Regions from separate parts of the Mus musculus genome. Here regions 2 and 3 are each linked to region 1. A link is a contact called in public HiChIP or PLAC-seq and Micro-C data. All regions are on one chromosome and are shown on one strand. The core of a region is the stretch at or near the end of the contact, and the rest is flanking DNA. Distances in the headings are between cores, read along the strand shown.

What was found. Hi-C and Micro-C count contacts between places; a contact is called where the count stands out from the background. HiChIP or PLAC-seq counts read pairs in DNA pulled down with a chosen protein or histone mark.
Region 2: a contact with region 1 is called in an HNF4G HiChIP or PLAC-seq map of pancreatic cancer cells. The contact joins the enhancer-like site here to the promoter of Plekha5 in region 1. A contact is called at or near these places in 1 of 39 promoter capture datasets (the C10 cell line), 5 of 115 datasets of contacts at active chromatin or transcription factors (effector CD8 T cells, embryonic stem cells, intestinal villus epithelium and 1 more) and 3 of 9 other capture datasets (adipose tissue, liver and pancreatic islet).
Region 3: a Micro-C map of embryonic stem cells shows a contact between it and region 1, with 1.9 times the contacts expected there. The contact joins the enhancer-like site here to the promoter of Plekha5 in region 1. A contact is called at or near these places in 1 of 39 promoter capture datasets (the C10 cell line), 5 of 484 Hi-C or Micro-C datasets (CD4 T cells, brain, embryonic stem cells and 2 more), 2 of 115 datasets of contacts at active chromatin or transcription factors (effector CD8 T cells and embryonic stem cells) and 3 of 9 other capture datasets (adipose tissue, liver and pancreatic islet).

The regions. Positions count from the first base shown.
Region 1 is chr6:140,422,815-140,425,419 of GRCm38.p6, forward strand. It overlaps Plekha5 (pleckstrin homology domain containing, family A member 5), which reads left to right and starts at 1,285. Exons shown (of 31, transcript NM_144920.3): 1 at 1,285-1,442; 2 at 1,563-1,642. The coding sequence starts at 1,351.
Region 2 is chr6:140,546,950-140,549,554 of GRCm38.p6, forward strand. All of the region lies in intron 11 of Plekha5 (pleckstrin homology domain containing, family A member 5), which reads left to right. Among named protein-coding and RNA genes, the nearest start is that of Aebp2, 75 kb to the right of the region's middle. Within about 2 kb of position 1,277, at least 128 of the 459 cell types and tissues checked have an H3K27ac peak or open chromatin away from gene starts, as enhancers often do. A contact at or near this core is called in effector CD8 T cells, intestinal villus epithelium, liver and 1 more, where this site is marked.
Region 3 is chr6:140,519,855-140,522,459 of GRCm38.p6, forward strand. All of the region lies in intron 3 of Plekha5 (pleckstrin homology domain containing, family A member 5), which reads left to right. Among named protein-coding and RNA genes, the nearest start is that of Plekha5, 97 kb to the left of the region's middle. Within about 2 kb of position 1,282, at least 17 of the 459 cell types and tissues checked have an H3K27ac peak or open chromatin away from gene starts, as enhancers often do. A contact at or near this core is called in embryonic stem cells, where this site is marked.

The sequences.
Region 1 (2,605 bases), core at 35-2,534:
TGGCCTTGGGGAATCAGGAGATAGGAGGAAAAGCCAATGAAAATGCACGCTCATCAGGAGCTTTGGCCAAGGGCATTCACCCTCCCTGTGCCTTGGTTTCCTTAAAGGTTGAAAAGCATCATTTACTTATTTCAGTTACTTGGGAAGATGAATGAGAGAATGCCTCAGAAGCATCCAAACTGGTCAGGGAAAAAAAAAAAAAAGGTGCTTCGAGAATGCCAAGTTGTACTGTTATTATTGAACTGTGTTTCCTCTGGGATGAGTCATTTGCTGCAAAGCCATGGAGACAATTCCAAGAGTGATGATGAAGGACCAGGGGCAGTAAGGAGCAAGCATAGCGCTCTTTACTGGTGCAAGGGAGGTCTTACTAGCAGTGAACCCTTCCTTTGTTCAAAGGACAAGGGGGCCGGGGGTGCCAAGGCATTAAAAATACTATACAGCAACGTATTCATTCGAGTAGACTCTTGGAAATCTATAGGCGATTTGAATTCAGACTTTGCCATTTTTCACCATAACCCTGGGCACAATCACCTTTGTTCCTTTACGTTTCTTTGCCCCTCTCAGTGAAACGGAGACAATCATAGTTCGAAGGGATTTAAATGTCCACCACCCCAAGGACTCCGTAAAGTTAAGTTGCCCTTGTAATAAATGAGAGAGATTGGGAGCCTAGAAATTCACGTTGATAATCAAGTGCATCTTTTTTAAGAAAGGAAAAGGCAAGTTTTTATTTTCTAAACTATTATATGGCTCAGAAGCTTAGAAAGGAAAAAAAAAAAACCACCAGTAACAAAAAGACCTTAAGTCTGAATCAGTCCCATTTCAGTGGTCCGAGCTCACTCGCGGACCCTCCTTTATTTGGCACGCCACACACCAGAAAAGCCTTTCCCAAAAGCAGTTTTCCATTTCAACGCCCGGCGTCTCCCAGAGAAGCCCCGGGCTAGGCAGGCAGTAGCTGATTCAAAACCTCACAGGTTCGGAGCCCAGCCCTCCGGGCGGGCGCCGGCGGGACCCGACCCCGGAACCTTCGCGCGGCGCGGGCGGGGCACGGGGGAGGGCTTTGGCGGGGGCGCGGCGCCGCTTCGCCCAGCCTCCGAGCGAGCGAGCGAGCGAGCGCAGCGCGGGCCGGCGGCCGGCCGCGGAGGATGCCGAGGGGCGGCGACGCAGGCCGGACTCAGCCGGGGCGGCGGGGAGGGCGCCGCCCGAGGGGGTAGGGCGGCCGCGGGGGCGCGCTCGGGCCGGGCCGCGCGCCCTGCGCTCCTTTCGCTCGCTCGCTCGCTCGCTCGCTCGCGCCCTCCTTCCTCAGCGGCGGCGGCAGCACAAGGCGGCGGCGGCGGCGGCCGGGGAGCAGACATGGCGGCCGACCTGAACCTGGAGTGGATCTGCTCGCTGCCGCGCTCCTGGACGTACGGGATCACTAGGGGCGGCCGCGTCTTCTTCATCAAGTGAGCGGGCGGGGGAGGCGCCGCCGGGCGGCTGGGGGGAGCGGTGGGAGCGAGCGGGCCGGGGGCCCCCGTGGGTCGCCCCTCGCGCCGCTCAGCGCCTGTCCCTTCTCTTCCCTGCAGCGAGGAGGCCAAGAGCACCACCTGGCTACACCCGGTCACCGGCGAGGCCGTGGTCACCGGGCACCGGCGGCAGAGCACAGGTAGGGCCGGCCGGGGCTGCGGCTCCGGGCCACCTGGCGGGGTTGGAGGGGCTCCGGGCTCCGCGCGACTGAGTCCCGGGGCGCCTATTCTTCTCCGCCTTTTCATCAGCGCTTGGAGACGGCGCCCTCTTCCTGGCGCCCTGGTCCCCATCCTTTCCCGGACGCCCCCCGAGGATGGGCGACGCCCCTCTACCCCGGATCGCCCCCGTCTCCGCCTCCAGCACCCTTTAGGAAGTCCTCACCCGCTCCCCTTTGCTCCCCGCATCCCAGCACCCCTGCGGTGAGACGGTCCCGCATCCTCGCCCTGCTCCCCAGAGAACTGCTTTCTGCCAAGCAGCTTCCTCCTCCACCACCTCCTACTTCTCCTAAGTGGGACTGTGGGTAGGTGACTGATGGAAGAGTTAGGGGTGCTGCGGTGCCCCCCCACCATGTGATCCAAACACCGGTGAGTCCCCTCCTGCTACCCGAGTAGCCGCTGGAGTTAGGACGCTGGAGCGGGCGCCGCAGCCAGTGATCCCGGCTCAAAAGTCCCCGGTAGCCGCAGCCAAGCTCCACGTACCACCAGCAGGCGGTGGGCGAGCCAGGGCGGTCCCGCGTGGGGGGCCTTCGGGCCCCAGTTCCACGAGGAAATGCATCTCGGGTTGCTTTGATAGCTTTCTTGAATGTTTAGCATGAGTTGAGCTGGAGGAGGGCTTGTGGTGGTTTCAGTGCTGGTCTGGCTTTCTTTTGTCATTCTTTGTTTACATTCACCCAACTTGTTTGCCTGAAACGTAACGTGAGTTCTCATACTGGCCCGCCTCTATTCCGGGTGACTGCAAAGGCTTGAGAACAGTTGGGTCGAAGGTGAGGCCCAGTTCTGTCTCTCCCTCTGGGTACTTTTCTCGCCAGCTCCGAGGTTCTGAGGATCTCCTATTAAAGTTGCCAGAAGGGTGAACAAACCTGCCTTTTCTGCTAAACGCTGGA
Region 2 (2,605 bases), core at 27-2,526, 120 kb after region 1:
AGAGAGGGTAGCAGACATCGGGGACTTACGTTTTCCTGTGTGGTGTCAGTGAGGTTGAGCAGCCCCTGCACGGACTTTGTCCTTTTCTTCTGTGGGCAGCCTCCCGAAGGCTGGACTGATGGCTCGGACAAGGGTTCTGTCTGCAGGTTCACAGGTTCACAGTGTTGTCGTTCCCCTGGGTACTTGAAGTGTCACATTCTTTGCAGATGGCTCATGGCCTCTTTGAATCTTGGAAAAGTATCATGTACTGTTGTAAATCAACCTTCCCAAAAAACATTTGCAAACTTGTACTGGTAAAAAGAAGCATTGTAATCCATGAAATAACTGATTTCTTCTTCTTTATGAAAGGCTTGCTTTAATTACTGAGACCCTAGTAGGCAGCAGGGGTGGTTAACGTTGGTAGGTCCCTGTATTGAGAGGAACAGAGCTGCAGAGTGTCTGAGTAGCCGAGCCTTGATTGGCCCCAGGGCAGATCATAGGCAGCAGCTGCTGAGTGGGCTCCCTGTGCTTGCCTCTTATGCTTTCTGCTTCACACTAAATCACACTTGGCTGAATTTACATTTCGTTAGGACAGCAATCAATGGAATATTTTATACCTCTGAAAAGCAGGTCTCCTAAAGCTAGACCATGTATGAGACCACAAAAAAAATGAATTTACTTGTTAATAACCGTTTTTCTATTAGAAGTCCCCCAAAGTTTCAAAGAGGGCGGAACCTTTCAAACTCGTGTCCATAGCCAGGCTGATGGGAACACTGCGGGTAATAGCACAGGAGGGCGTGGCAGTTGGAGCAGATACAGCGGCTCACATGCCAGTGATGCTTCAGAGACTGACAAGTGCTGTCACTGCACATTGTGCTTTGCACTATTAGTCGTCTGGGGTATTTTAGTCTGGCGATTCATGTGCCTTCTCATGCTGATACAGTTCCATGGTGGCATTCTGTACTTCTGTACCTTCTTAAGGAAGGCATGGTGGTTAAGTTGAGATGGACACTCAAGTGCCAGAGTGGAGTCTTGGATGGAATCAACTTCCCCCGGCTGCCATACCTGAAGAGATGGGTGTGGGGCTGCCAGCTCTTCATTTGTGACCCTGATCTCTGTCTTTTGTCTTATCAAAGAGAGGAGGGAGGGAAGTCTAATTGGGGCCCGAGGGTTGCAACAGGAGAGAAAGCCACAACTGATTGAACTCTGGTCTAGTCACATGACACTGTGCCTCTCTCCACTCCCAGAGTTGGTTGCTCGATGATTGGCCTTAGGGGGTGGGGCCACTGACAGCATTGCAAGAGCCTGAAAGAGGAGCCAGAATGATGGAGGAGATGTTTACTCTTCAGGAGAGATGACTGAAGGGATCAGACTGTTTGAATAGTAATGAGTAATGTGACCTTAGGCTCTAGACAGCTTGGCAATAAGCTCTCTTGTAGTCTAGAAAGCACAGTGGCTAGAGAGGACTCGTGTGACTACCAGACAGTGGGGACACAAGGCACCCACAGCCTTTTGAGCTCACTGCTTCCTAAGCTCTCTGTCTTCCTTATGCTTACTTCTGTTTTTTATTTTCATTTTGGGTATGAATATCATGGGTGTTGGGCCTGGGGTTGGGGGTGCCCAAGAGGCCGAAAGCTGAGGTGGATGTGAGTCACCTCATGTGGATACTGGAAGAGCAGCAAGCATTCCGCTGCTGAGTCATCTCTCCAGCCCCTGATGGCTTTAGTTTCAATTAATTCATTATAATAGAGAAATAATTTCATGCACAGCACACATGTCTTTAGCAGATGTTTTTTAAAAGAAGGAATTTTTTTTTCATTTATATATAAATGTCTGGAAATTGTTACAAGTAGGCATTTTCATTCACAAACTCTTATTATGATGCCAGACATTAAAAGAATATGGATATGATAACCTGGGTAGCCTGGAGCTTGCTATGCAGACCGCACTGGCCTTGAACTCACAGAGATCCAACTGCCTGTATTCCCCCCGCCCAAGTCCTGGGGTTGCAGGTGTGCGTGCCTTCCTTCTCTGCCTTTCCCTCTGCATTGCAGTATTTTCCATAATCACAAAGAGAAGGTATATCCCTCCAAAAGAGAACTTCTCACTGAATAACAATAATATAATTTTACATACCAGTAAGAACTAACTAACTGTAGTGTATGTGCCTCATAGCCAAGTGTGCACCCAGTCGTTACATGTGGTCCCAGTCATATCTGTTGAAGGACTTTGGGGGTTTTGTTGTTGTTGTTGAAAGGTCCTGTCCAACCCAAGCTCCCTTAGACCTGCCGCATGCCTCCAGAGTGCACAGGTGCCACCACAGCTGCTGGAACAGTATTGACGCATTGCTGCCAGTCACAAGTCCGTGTCAGAGACTCTGCAAGAGCCAGAGATGGCTCAGCAGTTCAAAGTACTTGCTACTTCCCAGAAGACCCAGGTTCGATTCCCAGCACCATGTTGGGTGGCTCACAACTGCGTGTAACTGCAGGGGCAGTGGATTTGACTCTTCTGTCCTCCTTGTATGTGCTCCGGCACACACATAGCATTCACTCACACAGACGAACACACACACATATATATATATACAATAAAAAGACATCTTTGGCTTCTTATTTATCAGCCAAAG
Region 3 (2,605 bases), core at 32-2,531, 97 kb after region 1:
ATGCAATGTCTCCCAGACATTGTTTTCTCAGTGTGGAGAGAAGGGTGCGAAGGGGTTAAGTCGTGCCTCCGGAGACTGCATGGCAGGTCACTGGTCCCCGAGGTTAAGCAGCACGTCTGGAAGTGCTTAGGACTGAGTTGCAAGTGGCACTTAGAACTGAATGTGGGGACAGGAAATGTATACTTCTCATGTTCTTAAACAATTACATCTTTGAATTGCTAACCCTGTGGTGGTTTTCCACATAACCAAGGCCTAAGAATTGGCTTTCTCTCAAGAGAATCTGGGTACTTCGGGTTTTCTTCTTTTTTGTTCCTAAAATATTGAGTTTAATTGTAGGCCCAGTTTCCTATGCTAGCGTATTTTTAGTTTGTAAATAAGTTGTTAAAACAGTCATTATGGCAGTCAGATTTCAAAATAATATTTTCCTTCTGTTTATTAAAATGAAAATAAATAGCTTACTATATAAAGCATTAGTGAATTTTCCATTTAGTAATAATAGAAACATTATTTTAAGTCAGTATAAAAGTCATCAATTTAATAACTAACAGGCATGTTTTTTAAAAGCTAATTAGATTTGATTGTCAATGATGGTAGTTACCGAATGACTTCTATGGACAAAACTCTCCCCAGCATCACATCAAGCCTTGTGCTGTCTTGTGTTGCAGCCGTGAGCTGTAAACTGAAATGGAAAAACACACGAGCTCTGGTACTCTTTTGGTTGAGTACATGTGTGCACAAGATGAGTTGCAAGCACACCTTTGAGCTGCTGGCTGCGGGTATCTTACCTTCCCGCGAAGCACAGCAGCTTCCGTGGTTCACAAGCCCCCTGCCTTCTGCTCTCAGGAATGTGGTAACTTGTGGATCAGGCCCTTGTAAAAGTCCAAGGCACATGGCTTTGTCACTCGGGCCAAACCTCACTGTGCAATCTGTTTCCTTACTCTGAATAAGATCCCTCTCTTTGCCTTGAGAGGACTCAGGTCATGTGGGCTCACATCGCAACTTAATAACAGAAATAAAATCTTTTGGACAGTTTTCTAAAAACATACTTTTCTCTTTTTTTACTTTTTCCATAGTGAGTATATTTCCAACTTTGTTGCCAGTTACATAAACCCCTGCCTAATAAGCTCACTTTGCTTAGGGGTCGTCTATCACTCCCGAAGACTACATTAGCTGTGATGGCAACATAAATGGAAAAATGAATTTGCTCTATATTAGTCACTGAAGTTAACCACATGCTCTAGTGTATATGCTGAATGTCCCTCAGGGGCCCACGTGTTAAAGACTTGGTCCCCAGAATGAGAGACAGGGCGGGCCTCTCAAACGGTGATTGTCATTGAGAACATGCTCACACAAAAGGACCCCATGGGACCCTGGCAGCCAGGGGAGTAGAGCTTGGGCAGCACTGTTCTCCCCACTATGTCCTGCCCAGAAGGCTCTGAGTATTAGAACCAATTGGTTAACTGAATCTTGAGAATTATGAGCAAGAATATTTTTCTCGCAAAACTAAAAAAAAAAAAAAAAGAATATTTTTCTCTTATTAATTCACAATCTCAGGAAGTTTGTTACAGCCACAGGAAACAGATGAGTACATCATGAATTTTTTTTCTAAATACGGAAAAAATCAAATGTTTCTACAGTGCTAAGAATAGCCAAAATTGTAGTTATTGGCCAAAATATTACAACATTTTTGAGACTATGCAGAAAATCTCAACAAATCTTATGCTCAGATTAAATCGTCTTCATGGACTTCCCAAAACTTTCCAAAGGGAGAAACTAGTGACGCTGCCGCCGCAGCCGACGCCTCCTCCTCCTCCTCCTCCTCCTCCTCCTCCTCTTCTTCTTCCTCCTCCTCTTCCTTCTGTATAAAACATGTAGTGTTTATAATCTGAGATAGCATGGGGTTTTCTTTACAATATATGAAGAAAGCAGGCTGTCAGCCTTCCCCTTCTGGATGCTGCAGTGCAGTCTCATTCATTTCTTTGTTTGTTTGTTTGTTTGTTTGTTTGTTTGTTTTCCTCCCTGTGGTTATGGGGACAGTCTTGAGGCTTGACTGTGTAGTCTATGTAGGCTTACGATACTACTGTTATTTTTGCCATTGTGAGGTAGGACCTCGGTCTGTTTGATTGACAGGACTGTGGAGAAGAACAGCTGTGGAGCATTAGCCAACCTGAAAAGTCAATGCCAAGGAAAAGTGCACTCTGAACTTACAGTCTGTGTGCATGATGCCGGGACACTGTGGCTAACTGGGCCTGAAAGGGTACCCAAGTAAACAGGACAAGATAAACAATAGAGATGGAGTCGTGGGGGTTGGACCTCAGACTTCATGAAGGCTAGATAAGCACTCTGCCTATCACTCAGACAACCGTCCCATAAAATTTTCTTTTAATATGAGAAATAGCCATTCCCCATACTTGATTCAGCAAATCATTATATATCTGCTATTCTTGGTTGATTTTTATACTCTAAAGCTCTGCACAGTGTGGGCCTCACTGGATAGCAGGATTTATAACTGTTTTCCGTGAAGCGTGAGGTTATCCCTTCAGTTCTTTTGGATTGTATCATTTTAGAAACCAGAATGTGAGGCCTGAGAAATAGCTCAGTGGGC